Regions from separate parts of the Sus scrofa genome. Here region 2 is linked to region 1. A link is a contact called in public Hi-C data. All regions are on one chromosome and are shown on one strand. Each heading gives the region's core, a stretch centred on a gene start, on an enhancer-like site or on the middle of the called end of the contact. The rest is flanking DNA. Distances are from core to core; before and after follow the strand shown. Region 1 overlaps TRIT1 (tRNA dimethylallyltransferase, mitochondrial). Region 2 holds the start of MYCL (protein L-Myc).

What was found. Hi-C and Micro-C count contacts between places; a contact is called where the count stands out from the background.
Region 2: a Hi-C map of liver shows a contact between it and region 1, with 3 times the contacts expected there. The contact joins the promoter of MYCL here to the enhancer-like site in region 1. A contact is called at or near these places in 3 of 5 promoter capture datasets (fetal liver, fetal skeletal muscle and liver), 22 of 47 Hi-C or Micro-C datasets (alveolar macrophages, brain, embryonic fibroblasts and 12 more) and 2 of 2 datasets of contacts at active chromatin or transcription factors (alveolar macrophages and skeletal muscle).

Annotation. Positions count from the first base shown.
Region 1 is chr6:95,624,891-95,630,143 of Sscrofa11.1, reverse strand. It overlaps TRIT1 (tRNA dimethylallyltransferase, mitochondrial), which reads left to right. Exons shown (of 9, transcript XM_021095994.1): 9 at 1-5,253. Among named protein-coding and RNA genes, the nearest start is that of BMP8B, 28 kb to the right of the region's middle. Within about 2 kb of position 2,408, at least 16 of the 83 cell types and tissues checked have an H3K27ac peak or open chromatin away from gene starts, as enhancers often do. A contact at or near this core is called in fetal liver, liver and omental adipose tissue, where this site is marked.
Region 2 is chr6:95,699,561-95,704,813 of Sscrofa11.1, reverse strand. It overlaps MYCL (protein L-Myc), which reads left to right and starts at 2,187. Exons shown (of 3, transcript XM_003127827.5): 1 at 2,187-2,380; 2 at 2,729-3,233. The coding sequence starts at 2,738.

The sequences.
Region 1 (5,253 bases), core at 1,159-3,658:
AAGGGACCAAAAGCCAATTAGAATTCAGGTATAAAGAAGGATTTATTGACTCATGGAATCTAAGGACAGGTTGAACAACCAAGCCACTCCTGAAGGGCAGATCTGGTGCCTCTGGGCATCAGGAGCAACTGCCACCAGGGACTCTGTCACCACCGGCACCATCTGCCCCGCCTTTCTCTTCTCTGAATGCTGGCTTCACTTTTTCCTTCATGCCAACCAGTTTTCTTCAGGTGATCACTGGAAGCTTCCACACCTCACATCAGAAGTAGACCTGACTCCTGCAGTTCCCTTTGTGGCTCAGTGGTTAATGAACCCGACTAGGAACCATGAGGATGAGGGTTCGACCCTTGGCCCTGCTCAGTGGGTTAAGGATCTGGCATTGCCGTGAGCTGTGGTGTAGGCCGCAGACATGGCTCAGATCCCGCGTTTCTGTGGCTCTGGTGTAAGCCGGCACCTGTAGCTCCAATTCCACCCCTAGCTTGGGAACCTCCATATGCCTTGGGTGCGGCCCTAAACAAAAAAAAAAAAAAAAAAGAAAGTAGACCTGACTTCAACTTAGAAATTCCAAGGGTGGCTGCTGAATAGAGCTGAATTCTATTGTTTATATGCCACCCCACACCATTAATCAGGAGAACAAGTCACAGGGATCAAACCCCACAATGTCATGCTAGTTGGATTCATTTCTTTTGTGCCACGTGCTTTTTAGACACTACTTTTTTTTTTTTTTTTTTTTTTTGGTCTTTTTGCCATTTCTTGGGCCGCTCCCATGGCATATGGAGGTTCCCAGGATGGGGGTCTAATCAGAGCTACAGCTGCCTGCCTACACCAGAGCCACAGCAACCAGGGATCTGAGCCTTGTCTTCGAGTACAACCACAGCTCATGGCAATGCTGGATCCTCTTAACCCACTGATCGAGGCCAGGGATTGAACCTGTAACCTCATGGTTCCTAGTCGGATTCGTTAACCACTGAGCCACAACGGGAACTCCACTTTTTAGTTGTTTTAAATGTCAACATGGGAGTTCCCCTTGTGACATAGCAGAAACAAATCCTACTAGGAACCATGAGGATTCGGGTTCCATCCTGGCCCCAGTCAGTGGGTTAAGGATCAGGTATATCAGGTATTGCTGTGAGCTGTGGTATAGATCACAGATGCAGCTGGATCTTGCGTTGCTGTGGCTGTGGTGTAGGCCAGGAGCTATCGCTCCCATTCGACCCCGAGCCTGGGAAATTCCATATGCTGTGGGTGCAGCCCTAAAAAAAAATTCAAATTAAAAAAAAGTCACCATGCAAAGAGTGCAGAGAATCCAATATTCATCTGGTTCAGTTGTTTTCAAACTTGCTTTCACTGTGGATCCATTTTTTTTTTTCTTCCTCTAAAGAAAACCTCACCTGAACTCCAATACAGAATATAGATTGAATCAGAGCGGCTTGGGGTCTGGGTGGGTCACAGGGGCCTTGGGACCCTCTAAGTCAGTCTCCTCCCCTGTGGAACATATGTTGAAAATCACTGATCTAGATTAGCCACTTTATTTCTCAGGTGGAGAAAGTGAGGCTCAGAGGTCCAGCGGTCACCCACAACAGCACACAGAGTAGCAGGGCTGTGGCTGGAACCCTGGTTTTGGCGTTGTATTCGTTCCACTGTATGATGCGGCTTCTAGCTGTTTCAGATGAGCCATCCACCAACGCAGTTGTATTTTCCTTGAGACACACGATAACTTGAACTGGACCAATGCAAAGGCAAGCGGAGAACTTTGGGGGCCTAAACCGATAAACAGATGAAAGCTGTATGTTAGGAATGTCTGTTTAAATTGCTTGACAGATTTAAATGAGTGCTTACTATTCACCATTTTAGGTGCCAGAGATAGATCAGTGAACAAGATAGTTCCTGCCTTCAGAGTTCAAGTCTTCCAGGCTATTTCAGTTGATATAATAAATGTTACATTAGAGATGGATGTTGAGGGAACACTCGTAATTGTAGCCAGCCCCGTTCAGAGGAATCTGGGAAGGCTATCTGAGGAAATGACATCTAAGAAACACACCAGGAGTTCCCGTCATGGTGCAGTGGTTAATGAATCTGACTAGGAACCATGAGGTTTCAGGTTCGATCCTGGCCTTCCTCAGTGGGTTAAGGATCCGGCGTTGCTGTGAGCTGTGGTGTAGGTCGCAGACGCAGCTCGGATCCCGCATTGCTGTGGCTCTGGTGTAGGCTGGTGGCTACAGTTCAGATTAGACCCCCTAGCCTGGGGAATCTCCATATGCCCTAGAAAAGGCAAAAAGCCAAAAAAAAAAAAAAAAAAAAACCACCAGAAAAAGTGACGGGAGTGAGCCAGGCAGGGGAGTGTCAGGAGAAGGGCTGGGGAGGTCTGCCGGAACTAGGTCATAGAGGGCCCGGTAAACCATTAACCCTAAGATAACATCATCAGATGTGTTTGCTGGAGAAATCACTCGGAATTGGCCGGAGACAGCCTAGAGGCAGTAGAGACGGGGTGATTCAAGTATTTACTAGGTAGGATTTACAGGACTTGGTGATCGATTAAATATGGGTGGTGAGGGAGTAGAAAGGGGTCAAACATTGAGCAATTGATGGATGGTGGATCCTTTGGCCAAGGTGGAGAGCACTGGAGGAGAGGGCAGGGCTGGCCTGAGGCCTCGGGAGAGTTCAGTTAGGGACTTGTTGAGATCAGACTGTCTGTGGAGACTCCTAATGGGAAGTACAGTACGGAACTGGATATTCAGGTTGAGCCCCGAGAGAATTCTGGGCGGGAGATAGGGATCTCTAAGCCCCTAGCACTGGTGGTGTTTGAAGCTGTGGGAGATGAGGTCACTGGGGTAGGGGGGTAGTGAGAAGAGAAAAGGTCTGGAACGGAACTTGAGGAACATGGACATTGTGTGAGAGGAGCTTACATCAGGAACTGAGGAGTAGTGAGAGGAGGAGAGAGCAGGAGTCTGGGGCCACAGAAGCATTTGAGAAGGGAGTGGTCAGCAGAGAAGAACGTACACACACGATGAGGAATGAGAGGCATTCGGTGGATTTTAGTGACAGGACGTCAGTGATAACCTCGGCAAGAGAAGTTTAGGTTTTTGGGAGTTCCCGTCGTGACTCAGTGATTAACGAATCCGACTAGAAACTATGAGGTTGCGGGTTGGATCCCTGGCTTGCTCTGTGGGTTAAGGATCTGGCGCTGCCATGAGTTGTGGTGTAGGTAGCAGATGTGGCTCGGATCCTGCGTTGCTGTGGCTCTGGCGAAGACCGGGGGCTACAGCTCCGATGGACCCCTAGCCTGGGAACCTCCATATGCCGAGGGAGCGGCCCAAAGAAATAACAAAAAGACCAAAAAAAAAAAAAAAAAAAAAAGATGTTTAGGTTTTGGGTTAGCAAATTTGAGGAGTAAACGGGAGGAGAGAGAGTGGCCATGGTCAATGTGGTCTGGTCTTCAAGTTACCAAAGGTTTGGGAGAGCTTTTGCGGGAGGTTTGGGGTTGATGGAAGTTGATTTTCTTTATTTCCAAGACAGTGTCACATGTTTAAATGTTCCTTTTTTTCTTCCCCCCGGTCATTTTTGTGTGTGTGTTTTTAAATTTTTCTGTTGCACTTGATTTACAGTGTTCTGTCGATTTCTGCTGTACAGCAAAGTGACCCAGCTATACGTATATAAACATTCGTTTTTTCTTCTGTCATGTTCCATCACAAGTGATTAGATATAGTTCCTTGGGACGGCGAGTAGTTCTAGGTACTAGAAGATGGTTTCCTCCTTTGGGAAAGATTTGGAGGGACGTCCGTACCAATGTGACAGGGCACCCCTTTGTGACGCCATCTACAGCTGGAGGCAGGGTGACCAACTCATCCTGTTCAGACCGGGACTTTCCTGGTGTTCAAACTGAAGTGCCATGTCCTGGGAAGCCCCTCAGTTTGAGCGGACAGGATGAGGATGGTTGGTTCCCCTAGATAGAGACTTCCTCCCATAAGGCTAAGTAAGAAATAGTCTCCAGTTTTGAAGAGAGTGGTTTATCATTTTTCTGAAGATCCAGAGAAGCTGCCTACCTCAGAAAAACTCTTATTGCAAGAACAGAAGAAAATGTAGGCGGTAGCTGATGGATGTTTCGATAGGCTTCAAAAACGTACGTAAGTAATGTGTAGAACCAGCAATCCTGCAAATGGAATCATCTGAGATATGGGAGTTTAAGAGGAGATTAAAAAGGTGGCTGTTGAATTAAAACCTGCATGAAACCAGTGAATGCTAGGTTGAACACAGTCGGTGGATTTGATAAAGAAAACCAACTTCGGATGGTTTCCCAGGAATCCGGAGGACACTGATAAAGCTATGAAAAAAAGATAAAAGAGGAGATACGGAGAGCGGAATGATGAAAGATAAATTTTAAGAATTCAAAAAATGAATGGACTGGTGATTAATAATGAATAATAGGTGAAAACACTTGAATGCTTGCTCTGTGGTAAGCATTGTATAAACCCTTTACATGTGAGAACTCATTTAATCCTCAAACAATAGTGTGGGAGCGGTACTATTATCCTCCCCATTTTGCATATGATAAGTCCAGCAACTTGTGCAGGTTTACACAAGTAGGACATGTGAGTGGCTGGTGAGTCAGTCTGCCACCTCCAAAGCCTTGGTCACCAGTGCTTCTTCTGGTGCTCTAACACTGAAACCTAAGCATCTCCTGTGTACCAACCAGACTCAGTTCTGCTGCTGGGAGTGAGGCAGACTAGGTCCCTGCTCAATATGGAGAGGAAAGAAAAAATACATATATATTTTTTGCCTTTTTTTAGGGCCACACCAGTGGCTTATGGAGGTTCCTAGGCTAGGGGTCCAGTTGGAGCTACAGCTGTTGGCCTTTGCCACAGCCACAACAATGACAGATCCGAGCTGTGTCTGCGACCCACACCACAGCCCACAGCAATGCCAGATTCCCAAGCCACTGAGCGAGGCCAGGGATCGAACCTGCAACCTCATGGTTCCTAGTCGGATTCGTTTCCACTGCGTCACAACGGGAACTCTGAAAAAAAATTTTTTTTAATAAACAAGGGAAGTTCAACCAGTATTAAGTCTTAGGAAGAAATAACTGAAAGGCAGGTTAGAGAGAAACTAGAGATGGGTGTGTTGAGGCGGGCGTCACTACTTCAGATGGGATGGTCAGGGAAGACCCTCTGAGGAGATGTCATCACCTGAGTCCGGTCATGACGGGGAGTCAGCTGTGCACAAGTGTGCGGCAGAGGGAACTGCAAATGCAAAAGT
Region 2 (5,253 bases), core at 938-3,437, 75 kb before region 1:
GGCCAGGGATTGAACCTGCAACCTCATGGTTCCTAGTCTGCTGCAACATAAGAACTCCTATCCTCGTTCTTGAGGTGAGGCCACCCCTTGGTCGTCCTCAGATATCACCCTCTATCAACCATGGGGAGGGCCTGTTGAGTAAGGAATCTCATCTAGAGAAAGAAGACCCATTTTCCAAGCATATATTTCTAATCTCCCATGGGTTATATGCCCCAAATCCTTCCAATAAAGTGATTTTCTGCTTAAATTTATCTGTCACTTATAACCAAAAACTCTGGTACAGCAATCATTTCAGGCATCTGCGAACCAGAGAACAAGTCCATAAAAGGCAGTTCCAATCCCTCTGCCTTGAGGCTGCAACCAAACCTGCAACCTTTCCGAGCTGTGCCTTCCATTCAGCACAAATCGGTGTGGTGTACACAGGCTATCTCAATAAAATCTGGTTGCCTGAATCACTCAGGAAGTTCAGTCAGAAGCTGTTCTATGTATTGAGATTGCAAAGCTACCAAGAGCTAGTTGCTGCCTTGGAAGATGCCCACATGCACCTGACATACAGCAAAACTGAGGGTGTCATCTTCCTTGTCTTTTCTCTCAACCTATGTATCAACTTACAACTGGTATCCCATGCTCCAACCACAATGAACTACTTGCACATCTCACATCCCTCTGCCAGGATGTCGACAGTGAGGAGTTTGGTGCTCTTAGACCATGGGGAGGGAGAGACAGACAGCAGGTAATCAGGCTGCTGTTTGTAGACCAGACCTTGAATGCCAGTTAGAGCATTCTAGATGTACGGGCTGCTATCCCAGGTTAGTTTCCTTGGTCTAAATAGAACGCTCCTATAGTTTAGCTTTTCCTCTTCTCCTTTTTTTTGTCTTTTGTCCTTTTAGGGCTGCACCCGTGGCATATGGAGGTTCCAAGGCTAGGGGTCTAATGGGAGCTACAGCTGCCGGCCTACACAGCCATAGCAACGCCAGATCCGAGCCACATCTGTGACCTACACCCGATCCTTAACCCACTGAGCGAGGCCAGGGATGGAACCTGCAACCTCATGGTTCCCAGTCAGATTCGTTTCCCATGCGCAACGAACGGGAACTCCACTTTTCCTCTTCTATTGAAGGAAGTCTGCACAGAAGAGGAGAAGAGGACACAAGGCTTATACCTCCATCATTTTAAACAGACATGCAGAGCTACAAGCAAAGTTCCCATTTTACACATAAGTAAACAGAGGCTTCAAATGACTTGGCTCTACAGCTACCAAGTGGCAAATTGAAGGCTTGAAAGAAGTTTCCAGACCGCAAATCCCCATTCTTTCCTCTACTAGTACAGCTCCTACAGCGAGTTTTGTGTGTGGTGTGAGGGGGGGGAATCTCAGCTCTGGCCTGGTCTTGGGGAAAAATTCTCCTTACCACCCACATCAGGGGCTAAGTTTGTTCTACTTGCCTCTCTTGGCCTAGTTCCCTTCACTAGATACTCTGTCTTCTTAAATTCTCACAACAATCCTGTGGGATATTACCATCCCTTCATTTTATAGATGAGACCAAGGCTCAGCAAGGTTAAGTTTCAGGATCCAAAGTTTGGGGTCCTCACCACCTTACTTCGCTGAGGTCTGTCCAGGTTTAGGAACACTAGCTGATGAAACGGACCAGAGGGTGATGAAGCGGTTGCTGGGGACCAGTCCCACTTCAGGACCAAGGGCCACCAGGTGGCGTGGTGGACGTTTGGCTGCCCCCACCCTACCTCGCCAGACGCACCAGAACGACAGGAGGCGAGCCCGAGGAAGTAGGCTCGCGGGGCGGGGAGTAGTTCTCTTCTCCAGCCCAGAGTCTGCAAGTAGCGCGCGTTTCCCTCGGCCTCCAGAGGACCACCCGGGCCTCGCTCAAGAGTTACGCCCCCATCAGGCAACCGCCGGGCTGCATCAGCTTGCCGCCTCTTCTGCGCTCCCCAGTGTGCAATCCATTTTGAGAGATACAGGGAACAGAACAGGAGAGAGTAGCCACGATCCGGGCGCGGGGCGGGGGACTGGGGGGGGCTGAGACTCCACCGCCCCCACCTGTCGACCGGGAGGGGCGGGGAAGGGCGGGGCTTGTCCCGTAGGGCCCGCCCCCGGTCCCTGAGCCCTGGGCGCGCGACGAGATATAAGGCAGCCGGGAAACAATGCGCCTGCATCTCGCGCTCCCGCGCCGCTCCCGGGAGCGTCCCGGCAGCCGTGCGCGAGTGAAGGCGGGAGCGCGCGCGCGGGGGGCGAGCTCCTGAATGCGGGCCGCGCGCTCGGTGGCGCGCATGTGCATGTGTGCGGGCTGCCGGGCTGCCGGGCTGCCGGGCTGCCCCGAGCCGGCGGGGAGCCGGTCCGCTCCAGGTGGCCGGCAGCGGGAGCGAGGTGAGGCTGCGGGCGGCCAGGGTACGGGCGCCAGTCCCGGGGGGGCGGGCTGCAGGCTGCCTTTAGGGCACAGCGCGCCCCCGCCCGGCCCGGCCGGGCCCTGGGAGCTGCGCTCCGGGCGGCGCTGGCAAAGTTTGCTTTGAACTCGCTCCCCGCAGCCTAGACCGCGCGCAGTGAGCGGCTTCCTTGGGCACTCTGACCCAGGGCCGGGCTGCTCCGGACACTAGAGAAAGACGCGAGAGGTTGGGGAGGGAGAAGAGCCTGGCAGCAGGCTGTGCTGGAGGGCCGAGGGACGCCTCCCTCCCTGAGCCCGCAGCGGGGTCAGCACGTCCCCCTTCCCTCCCGCAGGGAGCGGACATGGACTTCGACTCGTACCAACACTATTTCTACGACTATGACTGCGGGGAGGATTTCTACCGCTCCACGGCGCCCAGCGAGGACATCTGGAAGAAATTCGAGCTGGTGCCGTCGCCCCCCACGTCGCCGCCCTGGGGCTCCGGTCCTGGCGCCGGGGACCCGGCCCCGGGAATTGGTCCTCTGGAGCCGTGGCCCGGAGGGGGTGCTGCGGACGAGGCAGAAATCCGGGGTCACTCGAAAGGTTGGGGCAGGAACTACGCCTCCATCATCCGCCGTGACTGCATGTGGAGCGGCTTCTCGGCCCGGGAACGGCTGGAGAGAGCGGTGAGCGACCGGCTTGCCGCTGGCGCTCCCCGGGGAAACCCGCCCAAGGCTCCCGCTGCCCCAGACTGCGCTCCCAGCCTCGAAGCCGGCAGTCCGGCACCCGCTGCCCCTTGTCCGCTGGGCGAGCCCAAGACCCAGGCCTGCTCGGGGTCCGAGAGCCCAAGCGACTCGGGTAAGGACCGCCCTGGGCCATCCAAGAGGGGGGCACCCCATGGGTGGCCAAACCTCTGCCGCTGAGGTCAGGCACTGGATCTGCGCAAGCCTTTCTGCCACCTCCCCCTTCCTCTGGCTGAAGCTGCCGGTGTAGCCCCCAGCGGTGTCTGTCTGGCACGTGGGTGTGTTAGTAAACAGTTTGAAGTAGTGGCGTGGGAGCCAGCGTCCCTTTGATGATGATTGGAGCCCCGGGGGACAAGGGAGACTGGGTGAGGCTTGGCACTTAGAGAGGACAATACTGGGATTGAGCCGTAGGGGATTTTTGTCCTCCAGAGGCTGGAAGTGGTCCCTTAAGGGTCACTCCAGGCTTGACTTTTTTTGTTGCTGTCTCTTTCCCTGGGAAACTCACTCCCCTAGGGAGAGGAGCCCCTCAGGAGCCTTTTGTGCAAAGAAGAAGCCTTCATCCTTTCAAAAACCTGGTCTCCTGCCTGCTTTACTTTAAAATGGCAATAATGGCTCCTCTTGCACCTCCGCCTGTTACTATGTGTACATCCACATCACCCCTGAAACAGGTATTGAAGGAATGACCACTCCCCATTAACAGATGGAAACACTGAGGCTTAGAAATAGGAAATCACCATACGTGAACCCCAGCTTCCCACCATCTAGCCAGCCTCCTTTGCCCAATCCTCCATCCCAACCAGGCACTTCTCTGATGTTTAGAGGACCTCAGTGGTAGTTTATGTGAGAAAGGCAGCCACTTGCCTTTTTGCTTTGGCCTGAGGTGAGAAGGTGTTCCTCTAGCTCCCTCCCAATTCATCCGAGGGCTTCAGCTACTTCATTTGTATTCAGCAAATGTTCACTGGCCCCTACTTTGTGCCAAGCCCTGGGCTTGGTTCTGGCGTCACAGATCTGGAGCTCCAGGCTTCTCTTCCCCATCCTTGAATGAATGTGTAAATGTCACTGAGTGCAGACTGCAGCATCCTGTGCCACCAGACTGTGTTCTTAGCCTAACCTCTTTGAGGTGCTCATGAGAAATACTGGGGAGGGTGCTTTTATAGGGTGCAAACTGAGGGTAGCATCAGGTAGATCAGGACAAAAAACTCACTGTAGCTTTTAGGAATGACTTACATGACCATTTGGAGGGAACTGGGGAATGGATTTGGAGGTTGTCATACACTTGAGGGGAAAAATAAGGATAATGAGAAGAATTAAAAGTCTTTTTTTTTTTTTTGGTCCACCATATTAAGGTCATTTTTTAACCTTGCTTTCTACACTGAGACCTTTTGTTTGCTTAATGGCTGGAATGGGAACTTTGAGACCAAGATACCAATAAAGATGTATCTCTACAAAAGCTGATGGAGTGGTAGAGCGGAAAGAGCATTGTTTTGGGAGTTTGGACATCTTAGTTTCAGATCCAGAACGTTACAAAGGTGATGTGTGGACTTGGCTGATCTGGATCTCGGTTTCTCCCTTTGCACTTGAGGGAGTTAGACCTTATTGTCCAGCCGAGGACATTTCCTTGTCTGGGTAGAGTTAGACACTACTCTTTCAAAAGGAGAATGGTGTCTTACATTATTTCTTGCTTAGGCAGAGCCTTCCCCAACGATGGGGTTTAACACTGAAATATTAAAAGTTTGGGATGTGGGGGAGCCTCTTGAATCATTTTCCGACCCGCCCTTTAACCTGAACCTGTTTGCAAGCTCCTGGTTCACTCACAGGCCACATGGCCCAGAACAAAATGCAACAGATTGCAAACAATGAGGGGGGTGGGGAGAGTGATTGACGGCAAAACTCAGCCAATAGGGGCTAGGGGCTGGGTAAGACAGCATTCCAAACATGGCTTAGCCAGCCAATCACAGGCCTTGGGGCCAGGAGGGCTGAATGGTCAGGTTTTATTAATGGAGAAATAATGCGATTGTCCACACAATGGAAGGCTTCCTGACAAAGGGGCTCAAGCATCCTGATATGCAAAAGAGGCCGAGAACTGAGCTCTTCTGTTGTCAGGCTGAAATGCATTAAGGTTGCCTTCTGTGTGA